Linked DNA regions of Mus musculus: regions 1 and 3 are each linked to region 2. A link is a contact called in public Hi-C and HiChIP or PLAC-seq data. All regions are on one chromosome and are shown on one strand. The core of a region is the stretch at or near the end of the contact, and the rest is flanking DNA. Distances in the headings are between cores, read along the strand shown. Region 1 has its middle 92 kb from the start of Gm23860. Region 2 overlaps Gm33646 (a long non-coding RNA gene). Region 3 has its middle 32 kb from the start of Gm23860.

Region 1 (3,774 bases), core at 258-2,757, 710 kb before region 2:
GTAGATCTGGAGCTAGGGGAGGGGACATGGGGGGAAATTAGATGGACTCACCAAGATAGGCTCTGGGAAATAACGTGCAGGGTTTGATTGAAGAGATTGAGTGTACCATAGGAGGGCTGGAGATAGTTCTGGGATAAACAGAATGGAAGCCTAAAGGTTGCTTGTGCTTAGGGCAAGGTTGGCCGGAATTGTTCAGAGAACTGAATGTGGGGTTAGGCTTCATCTGGGGGTAGGGGTTGGAAGGCATGTGAAAAGATATCTTGGAGAAAGATGTAGTTAAAATTGTTTTAGTAACACATTTAAAGTATGATTTGTGATTTCTAAATTTAAAATGTTTAGTCATTTACCTGTGTGAATCTTTGTTTAAGAGATTCTCTATACCAAGGAATGAAGGCACAGCACACTTACTTCCCTTCCATATGCTTAATATCTAAGATGTAAGCATTGCAGTGATAAACATACTTAATACAGATCATTTGAAAGGTCATTTGAAAGGTATCTTGAATTATTAGGTGCATAGCCTTATTATTTGTATCAAATAAAAACTTATTTTCCTTTCTCTTAATGTTTATAGAATACACCCAGAGTTCATTTGACAATGTATCTAAAAGTTTGCCTTTATTTATGCATGAATCCCTCAGTTCTGTGTGAACATTTGGCAGAAATAGCATTTAAAAATCGTTTTATGAGTAGAAACTGTCCTTTTATACTTTGGTATCATTAATAAAGATCCAGACATAACAAATGTTATGGGAACAACTGAAGTAAGTAAGTAGGGTGTGGTAGCTAGAGCAATGAGTACCAGAAATATGCTTCTATGTTGGTTGTTGCCTCACTATGGAAGTACAGAGACTACTGGTAAAAATAGACAAGACAGGTATCCACCCTGAATTAACAGGTGACATACTGAATCTGAAATGAGAAACCTTCCAGCGGACTTTGAGACACTTGCCTTTTATGCAAGGAAAGGAAGATGAGAAAACGTCACAGGTTTTAGGTGAGCAAGAGAAGAAGAGGGATGTCCTTGTTTTCATGAAGTGACTCAGTTCTCATCATTTGTCTAAATGAGTGACAGCCTCTTTTGCATCTCAAATCTAGTAAGTCATATCTATGACAGACAGGACCATGAGCAAGAGGTGCTTGTATGAGGGTTGTGAACTGCTCTGGGAGTATCAAAATGGTAAGAATTCATCGGCACTGCAAACATATCATTAAGAGATTAGAACCAGGAAATCAGACAAGTATTTCAAATGCTACTTGAATAGCTGATTTATAATAGAAGAGCCCATGCGTATGCATGAATTTAATATTTCTAGCACACATTGGCCCACTCCCCACCTATAATTTCCTCTTCTTCTCTGACCTACTTCATGTTAAACATCCCTAGTTAAGAAAATGAGAGGTCTGATTAGCATCAGTGGTGGTCACTGGGCCAGTAAGTACACATGCAGTGGTTTCAACGGAAGAAATTGGGGACAGAGCTAATAATACTGAAATACTGAAAAGTGGAATCTAGTTCTGAGTAATGAGGATGTGGTTTGTGAAGTCATTTGGTCTGCCTACAGAGCTGAGATGACTTTTCTAACATGGAAAAAAGTACCATGAAAAGTCTCTGGTGCTTCTCTTAATCCAATACTATTTAAAAACCATGTGACAGCATTGGAATTGCTCTTCTCTATCAAATAATTTCCTGAGGATTTAATCTATAGATTTTCTTTTGTCCTAGGCAAAAAAGGAAACCTCTGTCTCTTTTTGGTATCTGCATTATTAAGTTTTAAACATTTTCACTTCTTTCTTGCAGAAAGATGCTATTTTGTCATGCTGTTAATGTTTTCTTTCATTTTTTTATCCAAAGTTTCTAGAGTTTCTTGTTTTTATGTAAGCAAGCGTTGGGATGGATGGGAATTCACTAATGTTTTTATGCTGCCTTCCTTATATCTGTTCAATAAATGAATCTTCCACTAAAAATGTCCAAGTTGAAATGTCTGTTCAAACTCTACACCATGCTCTCTTTCTATAAGAAAACATGAAGGCCAGATATATTTTTATTGTCATTTTGCACCAAAGCAGAATTTAACCAACTCTTCTTGTGGAAACAATGATGAGGGGGATGCAGTCACCTATCTGAGCCTCAGAGTGAATGTGTTTTCATTTGCTTAATCTGCTCCATTGTGGCTTTGTATTGGTGCACAGCTGAAATTCCAGGACCCATGAGGCTGAGGATCTTGAGGTTAAACATAGCCTGAGCTATAAGAGAAAGCTTTTGACTTGCTTGTATAAAGTAAGTCAAGCTACCGAACATGTTGCATTGGCCACATCAAATTACAAAGATACAGTTGGTCTACAGAAGGACACTAGAGAAGATTACTCACAAGTTCTAAGCAATTTCATCTGTCTGCAAATATTCCTGGTGGATTGTAGATACTGACCTGGAGATCTGCTTTAAACAGTTCATGTTTGCCTCTCACATGAGCAGAATAAATTGCATTAGAAGTGATGAATGTTGACAACCTTATGTTAATGCCACAGGAAGAAATCTTTACCTTCCAATGAGTCACCTTGGCCAAGGAGAAAGGGTGGCACTGGGTGGTAAGTTACTATTTCCTGACATTTTTTATTTTGTGTGTGTGTGTGTGTGTGTGTGTGTGTAAACAAATTGAATTGATGCCTAAGAATAGTTGAGAAAAAATGTCATTAGCGATTGTCCTAGACTTACAAACAGTATGAGAAAATGATGAAGCCACCTATTCAATGACTGTAATCTCCAGGCACAAGAAAGAAAATAGGACATTTATTCTGCTGCACAATTCTCCTGGATCTGCTTCCAGGAAACGGCATCTCAGCAAGTTCTAAAAACAACTAGATTTGTGCTTATTCTTGCTTACTCCTTATAGAATTTGTCTCATAACAGACAAAGACATTTATCACTTTAAAATGTACCTTCCCCTTATAGTCCATGAGTTTCAGATTAATCAAAGGAACTTTGAAGATATTTTAAGTACACAGGTTCGATTATTTCAGTGTTTTGTGAAGATGGGCTATCTGCCGTATAAAAGAAAGACAGGGGGGGGGAGAGGGAGAGGGAGAGGGAGAGGGAGAGGGAGAGGGAGAGGGAAAAGAAATTGTGTATCTTATAAGAATTCTTTGTACTCTATACTAAAGGAAACTTGGCAGAAGCAATTATATTCTAAACCAAATCTGTGAATATTATGTTTGGTCAGGTATATTACATGTGACAAACCTAATCAGAGCAAGCTCTTATTTGTTCATCCAAACAACAAATTTACTATTTCAAGCTAGTTTCAATGCATCAATATTTTATTAATTATAAGCTTATTTAATGCCCTCTTATTTCTTTTTATTGATTCACAGAAGAAATTAGTGTAATATGTGATGCATACATGTGTATCTATGTGTGTTGATATGATGTGCTTGTGTGATGAGTGTATGTACATGTGTCTCTCTGTGAGTACAGGTCTTATGAATGTGGATTAAGGTTCTATACACTATTATATGAGTTAACCATTATGAATCAAAAAATTAAGAAAATCTATCTATGTTTCATGTATGCACAAGTAGAAAATGAATTTATTATGTAAAAATTTAACAAAAACCCTGTCTATAAAGTTATTAAAAGGATAGGACTTGAAATACAAATTAGTAGAATTCCAGGCTCACATGCTCAAGTTCATGAACTCAATCTCCAGTTCTAAAAATACATTAAACACACCCACATTTGCACACATTCACACACACTCACACAGACATGCACCA
Region 2 (3,849 bases), core at 1,075-3,574:
GTTTTAAGGAACAGACCTGCCTCCTAAAAGGAGTGTTTACAAGTCAGAGCTCCCATGAGCATCTAGGCATGACAATGCTCAATGTCACTTTGCTACAACCTCACAAACACATCTTTATCAGACAATTCCTACAATATACAGACAATAAAGAAGCAACTTAGTCTCCCTGTAAATTCTGCACATATTCCATTCTTCCCAATCTTTTTCCATCTAAAGTATACAGCATGATCTGTATTTATAGAAAGTATATATATATTTATATAAAGTATACAGCATGATCTGTATTTATATAAGAGAAGGAGAGTTTCATAGTCTAAAAAAGAAACTGTCCAAATCTTGAACCTGGTGCAAGTCTAACTCAAGCTTTTCTAAACACAGAGTCAGTATATGCTATATAGTATGTTGTGATATCCTATAACTACAGTATGATACTGCTACTCTAGTAGGGTAGGTTTATTAGTTGATGGCCAGCTACTAAGTCCAATTCCTTTTGTACCCTGCAGCATATTAGGATTCTACTAATTCTGTGAAATTTCAATCTTTCTATAATGCAATATAAATATAATATATAATAAATACATAATTATAAATATATAAAATATAATATATAAATATGTGTGTTAGTGATCAATATATACATTGAATTATATATAATATATAAAATCTTTGTGATGTTCATATATGAAATATGTGTTCACAATGAAATATATTATTTTTGAGGAATATATATATATATATATATATATATATATATACACCTATCTCTATCTATATGTGTGTGTGTATGTGTGTGTGTGTATACAATAAAACACTAATCCCTGTTCCCCTCACTCCAGTTCCCCCATATCCTCCTCAGTGTATACAAGCCCTTAAGCCATAGCTATCTCTTGAAACGGAACAACAGTAATTGGCTTCATAACCTTTTGCTGAGAGTAAGTGAAATAATTGTTGACACACGAGAGACATTTAGTGTATAGTAGCCTCTTGCAGTGTTAACCCTTTCCCCTTGGTCCAAGATCAGATTTGGTGCTCTGGACTATTCTTTGGCAACAGAAGACCACTTCAGACACATGGAATTTTGCTTAACAGCTTCCAGGCTTCAGTCACACCCAGCCAGCTTGTTGATACATTGTGCTGCCCACATTGCAACTTTTAATAATATACTTTTAATAATAATGACACGTGTTAATCACAATATATAAACAGTGCTGTAATTTTGAAGATCTATAGCACTGTAAGGGAACTCCCAAAGAGATAACCAGGACTGCTAACACACACGTCCAGTTTTATATATTACTTGAAATAACCGGATGAAGCTGGTTCTTCATAATACTATTAGGGTATCTGCAGGTACATATCAAGTGTAGAGCATTTGCTTATCTTGCGTATGCTTGAGCCCCTAGATCTGATCCATGTTACCAAAATAATAAGATGAAAATTATTCCAATCTTTTTCTAATTCTATATGAGGACACACATATATACATTCACATATATAATCCCAGTGTTAATCTGGTCCTATATTAAAGGGTATTATGCCTAAGGGGCACATTAGCTTCCTCTTTGATGTAAAATGACTAAGACATGCAACTTTAAAGAAGAAAGATGCATTTTGGCTCAGGGTAACACAGGTTTCATGCCATGCTGTCCTGGGTGCACTGCTGTGGGTTTTCCATCATGGTGGGAACCCAGACAGAAGAGCTCCATGTGGGCCCAGCAGCAAAAGGAATGAGAGAGGAAGGAGTTGAAAATGCAGTACCGCCTTATGGACAACCTCCAAAGACTCAACAGTTTACACTGGGCCTCACCAATTCCAACGGCCCCTTCAGCTACAGTGCAAGCTGACCCTTTGGAGTCATTTCAGATTCTAACTATGACAAAGGGCAACTGACTAAAGTTGCCTAGCTGGTTAAGAAACAAGCCTGGAGTTAAAAGAGTCAACCAAGTGTATGCATATGCCAAGCCCACAAGTGCCATGCAGTAGTTATTAACTTTATTTGGATACTGTGGTACCTTAACACAATTATTATAAGAAGCGCTGGGACCTTACTGGTCAATAGATCAGAGTCCCAGCATCTTTAACCCTCAGATATTTGCTGACTTGCATGCAAGTGGGCAGTTTTTCTCTGCCTCCCACTGATAACAGTGGGAGTCTAAATCCATACCTCTTCAAATCTTCCTTCCTTCAAGATTGATTCCAAATGCACAGAACATTGAGGCTACCTTCATCCCTCCATCATCTAAATTCCTCCCCCACTTCTGACAGGCCCATCAGTCCCCCACTGATAGAAGAGGAAGAATCACCAGAGAGCAAGATAAAGAACTAGTTCCTTCTGTGGTTTCCTGTACTCCTAGGTTGACCACATCTTTTTCTGTTACTCAGTGCTTCTACCTCTAGAAGACAGCAGAAAAATTCTACATACACTCTTACATTAAAGAAACATCACAATACCTTTTACCATTCAAATCTGTAGCTGGATAGAGCATACTCCAATGAAATTAGAAGAAACGCTTATAAAAAGCAGCCTGTTAATTCATTCAGTTTGCTTTATCAGTTTGCCTTGGCTCTACCCTTGTGTCCTTTTATAGAGCTTCTAGAATTTTCTGTCCCCGGCTGGATGCAGGCTAGGGGGGCCTAGGCCTGTCTCAGCACACACCACAGAGCACATATTTCCTCTGGACTTCTGAATGTCTCTTTTGTTCACAAGCAATCATACTAGGTGACATCCATAGCCAGGTAAAGTTCGCAAATAGTTCCTTTAGCTGTCATGCAAAACTATTGGCAATATTGCCAATCTAGTTATTTCCTCTTCTTTGCTCATGACAGCACAAACAGGAGGACTGCTGGTTCATTAGGAGTTCTGATAGCAAAACACTCAGGGCTTAAAGCATGAGAAGTCCGTGAACAATCACTGAGCTATCAGATGAAGTGCACACATGTTGTGGATGAATGATCTTCATTATTCTCTTTGTTACTTATATGGCATTTACATTTAAATTTTATATTTAGCCCAAGCACAGATAGGGAATGGCTGTCCAGATAGCATCTGAAGAGAGATGGAAACATCTCTCTGCCTGAACAGGGGAGAAACAGCAGAAGAAACATTAAGCGTTGGATTTATAACACAAACATATATGAAGTCTCCATGTGAAATTCATTTTATTTGATGACTTTTAGAAAGCAGCACACATGGAAGAATTGGACATGGCAAGGAAAGTTTTTAAGTGTTATAGAAAGAAGCTTGTAGCCATAAGAACTATCAGGGTTTAAGATATGTATTCTAGAAGAACAGATAATTCTCCATTACCTGGCATGTGAACATGAGCAGAATCTGCAGCAAGTGACCACTAATCATGTCACACATGTTTGATTATTGCTTATTTTTCTTTCACATAAATCAAGGCTGAAATATGGAGTAGATCACCTCCCACTACCTTGTTGCGAAACTAAGTCAGTTCTTTAAGTTGAAGAAAAGAAGGAGGACTTGAAAGTATATCTGTTTTCTTTGCTAAGAAGGACTAAAAATTAATATTGCTCTATTTGAAGGGAAATACCTGGCCGATTAATTGGTGACCAGTTGCAAATTTCTCAAGCCTTCCTCCATAGTGCCTTTCCCCCAGTGAAGCATGGCTTCTTGCCCATGGGTATGCTGACTGTGTTCTTCATGAGTAAACATCTACAAATTTTTTTAATCAATATTCACTGATATATGGTTTAGTGAACAAAAAAATGTTTTTATATTTTTATAGAAAAAGAATGATCCCAAATAGATAGATAGATAGATAGATAGATAGATAGATAGATAGATAGATAGATCAATCAAAAACCTGCCCTGGCACAGTGATAGAT
Region 3 (3,559 bases), core at 1-2,500, 650 kb before region 2:
TCCTGATGAAACATCATTTTTGCTAAAGTTATTGAGACAGACTCTAAGGTCCCACAGTGCTTAGTAAGAGACAATGGAGTGGTTGCCTAGCAATGGCTGTTGCAGCTCTGAGAAGAAGGAAGAGAGACAAAAGTGTGGTGATCTTACTAATCCTAGTCTATGAGATAAACACTTGTAGTATGAATATTAATCAAAGCCAAAATTTTGCTTCCTGGCTTACAGCTTACACTTTCATTTTAACTAACATCTATAGTTGTTTATAATTCCTAATATTTTGCTTCAGCAAATTCCTTATTCTTCAAGCAAATCTTACAAGTTTTATGCTATGATTATTTCCATAATTTCCTAACCTAGAAACATAAAACATCACCCCACTGCTCCCCTTTATCTTCTCTAATTTCCATTCCCTGCAAAAAAATAAAACAAAACAAAACAAAAAAAAAAAAAACAAAGGCCTTCCTAGAACATCTTAATCCACAACACAGGCACCTGGTGTTCTGGAAATCAAATTGTCTCAACTCTTCATTTATCATTTAAACACACAATTCTTTCAGCTATATCTCAGGATATTTTGACTGAACTACTGAGTGCCCCTTGTGGTATTGGTTCCCTTTATTCTTTGTGGTATCTTCTGTTACATTTTAAGGGAGTCCTTTTGCCTATCATATAAGCAACCTGCTTCTGTTTGGCTGTTTTTTTGGGGGGGGGGTTGTAGGACTCTTTGCTTAATACATTATCTTTCTTATAGCAGGAACTCATAAGAGGTTTTATTTAGTTATTACGTAGTCCAGCATATGTTTTATTTATATCATTGTATTTAGTCTGTGTAAAACCCACAAGGTTTAAATATCTAATATCAAAATATACCAATACTATGAAGTTTAAAAGGAATGAATAAGAAACAAAATGTTTGTCCAAAGCAAGCAATGTTGATAGTAGCTGCTGGACATTTGGTGCAAATGAACAGAGGAGATGCTAAAGGTCTCACTGGAGAATGCACTGAAATGTCTTTTTCCTTAGATATTCAAACTCTGTTAGTCAGAAGACTAACTTGGGAGTGGTCATATACCTCTGTCTCTTCTTAGATAACTGCAAAGTGTTCATGAAGAGACCCAAAATTTCTAGAATACCTTCTAGAATCTATACAACATGAAATATGCAAGACCGCCAAAGGTCTGTGTGTGTGTGTGTGTCTGCCAGATGCCCTGAAATACTTTGTAAGGTGTAATTTGACTGCAGCCATCATGGATGTCCACTTGGGGGCACCAAAATGATGCCTCTGTTTTCTTTATTTCTCATAGCAAGATTATTTTACAATGATTCTGTATGCAATTATTTTAGTATGAGGACAAGTTGGTAATGGTTTATATTTATCATTTATTCAAGCAGCTTGATTTTTAATGCCTGTTATCTCTCTATTAATGAACTAGAAACCAGTTGCTTCCAAGAGTGGGTAATGTCCTCCTGATGGGTAGAACATTGGGCCAGGAAACAGCCAATACAAGAGCCAGAATAGAATCAGAGTTTCAGGGACCTCAGAGGTTAAAACCTGACCTCCTGCTAATTCACAAATACCCTCTGCAATGCCCCTGGCAAGTAATCATCCCCTTCCAGGTCTGGAGGACTGCTGGGTAATTGAGTGATTAAGCAAACTGCTTAGAAATACATTACAGAATCATAGGATAACTGTGTAGAAAAGGACCTTAGCGATGAACAAGCCAACCCTTGACTCCAAGAATTGGGCTAGCAAGGTCAAGTGGTTCACTCATGTCTGAAAGTTAGCAGAGCAGCTAAAACTACACTTTTGAGTGCCTGAGTCAGACAATTATGCCAGCATAGTTAGTGCTCCTCTGTTTGTTAAACTGTGGTGACAACCGTGAATAGAAAATGAGGAGAAGCCATTGCACAATGAGGATGCTGGACAAAATATTCTGATTATAGAGTTGTGGCATGTCCTGGAAGTGGAAGGGAAGGAGTCACAATTGGAAGTTCAGTTAGAAATTAATCAAATCAGGCAATGCAATTCAATCCAAATTGTGTCATGCCCAATAATAATAATATTTTCAGGACCACTTTCAGGAAGAATGGTGGCAGAAACCACCAGATTTGAACAAGAATTATTTATCTTCCCAGTGATCTTGTCTTGCTCCCAGGGTTAGAAGAATTCACTCGTTAATTCACACTATTCATTTGGGTTTCACTTTTTGGTTCATTTTGCCAGGCTTATCTGGTAGATACAAGTAACTTTAAAAATACATGTATCTCCCCGTTGAACTGCAGTACTTTCAGCTGTAGCTCCTTATTTGAACAGCTTGAGGACTAATTTGAATCGCACTTCTCTTGTGGGTGTTCCAAAAGCTTGTGCTATCTCAGGGAGTTGCCTTGTGGAGACATTAAAGATGTTTTTTAAATGAAGCACATCAAGATTCGCTAAATTACATATGGTTTGATCTAGGAAAGGACAATTGGAGACTTCATTAAAATAGATTTATTCCAACTTCATGTATGGAAATAAATTTTCTTGTGATAACTTGGTCTGTGCCCATCCAGATTGTAGCATTTCCCTAGTTTCTAAATTAAATGTTTCTACATGTGAATCTTGGCTCTATATGGGCATATATTAAAAGGCTTAGTCATCATTATTTTAAGTATCCCAGAATTGAGTCAGGTTTCTCAGGAGCTTTGCAGCTTAGTCGCTTGCTTTGATTTGGTTCACTTTCAATTATCTTCCCTTCCTCTTCTCCTGTGTTTCTGCTTTTAAAAAAAAAATATCTATTTTAACTTTAGGTAAGAACTAAACTATCTTCTGTTGCATAAATCTTGGTCTTCTCTGCATTGTTGCCTTTAAGTGCTGAGCCTTTTTCTAGTAGAAGGGAGAGATTCCTACTTCAAGGGGACAGATTTTATATACTATGTCATTTCAATAAAGAAATATAAGGAAATTTTTCTTAGATTGGCTTTTAAATTGGGAGAAGCAAGTGACAAAAAGATTCATTATCTTATCTAGTGTCATCAAGATGATAAACACTAGAGCTGTGGTTTCATGCTGGGCTTTTCTCAATCTGAAGCCCAAGGGTCTTATGTCATATCAAGCCTCTGACATATGCTTGGTTTAGGTTAACACCAGGCCTCTTAGAAACGCAGACAAACAAAACCACACCTACCTCACAATTCACCAAGAAATATATATGAAATACTTTATACTTCCCTTTACAATGATACAGTTCTGCTTTTTATTCAATTGATCTACTGTTATTTCTTCCCAGTTTTGACTGTAGAAAAGCATGATAATGGCTAACAATGAAAACTCAACAAAGCATGTTATGTATGCTATGGTAAAATGTAAGAACACAATCACTAGTCAATGTATGGATGAGTGTAACTTCACTCAAAGAATAACAAGACTACTGCATATGGATTCCAGCCAAGTGTCTTATCCATTTCATAGAGTAACTAGATCCCAGTGGGAAGTTACAAATGTTAAAGTATACAAAATGGTCATTACTACAAGATGCTTTTGGTTACAGCATGAACATGTATTATGTTAATAATGGGTCAA

Evidence for each region. HiChIP or PLAC-seq counts read pairs in DNA pulled down with a chosen protein or histone mark. A called contact is a pair of places that touch in the nucleus more often than the background predicts.
Region 1: a Hi-C map of the MNK3 cell line shows a contact between it and region 2, with 5 times the contacts expected there. The contact joins two enhancer-like sites. A contact is called at or near these places in 1 of 484 Hi-C or Micro-C datasets (the MNK3 cell line) and 1 of 115 datasets of contacts at active chromatin or transcription factors (acute myeloid leukemia).
Region 3: a RAD21 HiChIP or PLAC-seq map of pro-B cells shows a contact between it and region 2, with 12 times the contacts expected there. The contact joins two enhancer-like sites. A contact is called at or near these places in 1 of 15 datasets of contacts at CTCF or cohesin (pro-B cells), 3 of 484 Hi-C or Micro-C datasets (cerebral cortex, embryonic fibroblasts and forebrain) and 1 of 115 datasets of contacts at active chromatin or transcription factors (neural progenitor cells).

What each region holds. Positions count from the first base shown.
Region 1 is chr4:7,910,569-7,914,342 of GRCm38.p6, reverse strand. No RefSeq gene overlaps it. Among named protein-coding and RNA genes, the nearest start is that of Gm23860, 92 kb to the right of the region's middle. Within about 2 kb of position 1,507, at least 25 of the 459 cell types and tissues checked have an H3K27ac peak or open chromatin away from gene starts, as enhancers often do. A contact at or near this core is called in the MNK3 cell line, where this site is marked.
Region 2 is chr4:7,205,671-7,209,519 of GRCm38.p6, reverse strand. The region is part of intron 4 of Gm33646 (a long non-coding RNA gene); the gene reads right to left. Among named protein-coding and RNA genes, the nearest start is that of Gm33646, 15 kb to the right of the region's middle. Within about 2 kb of position 2,324, at least 28 of the 459 cell types and tissues checked have an H3K27ac peak or open chromatin away from gene starts, as enhancers often do. A contact at or near this core is called in the MNK3 cell line and pro-B cells, where this site is marked.
Region 3 is chr4:7,851,247-7,854,805 of GRCm38.p6, reverse strand. No RefSeq gene overlaps it. Among named protein-coding and RNA genes, the nearest start is that of Gm23860, 32 kb to the right of the region's middle. Within about 2 kb of position 1,250, at least 19 of the 459 cell types and tissues checked have an H3K27ac peak or open chromatin away from gene starts, as enhancers often do. A contact at or near this core is called in pro-B cells, where this site is marked.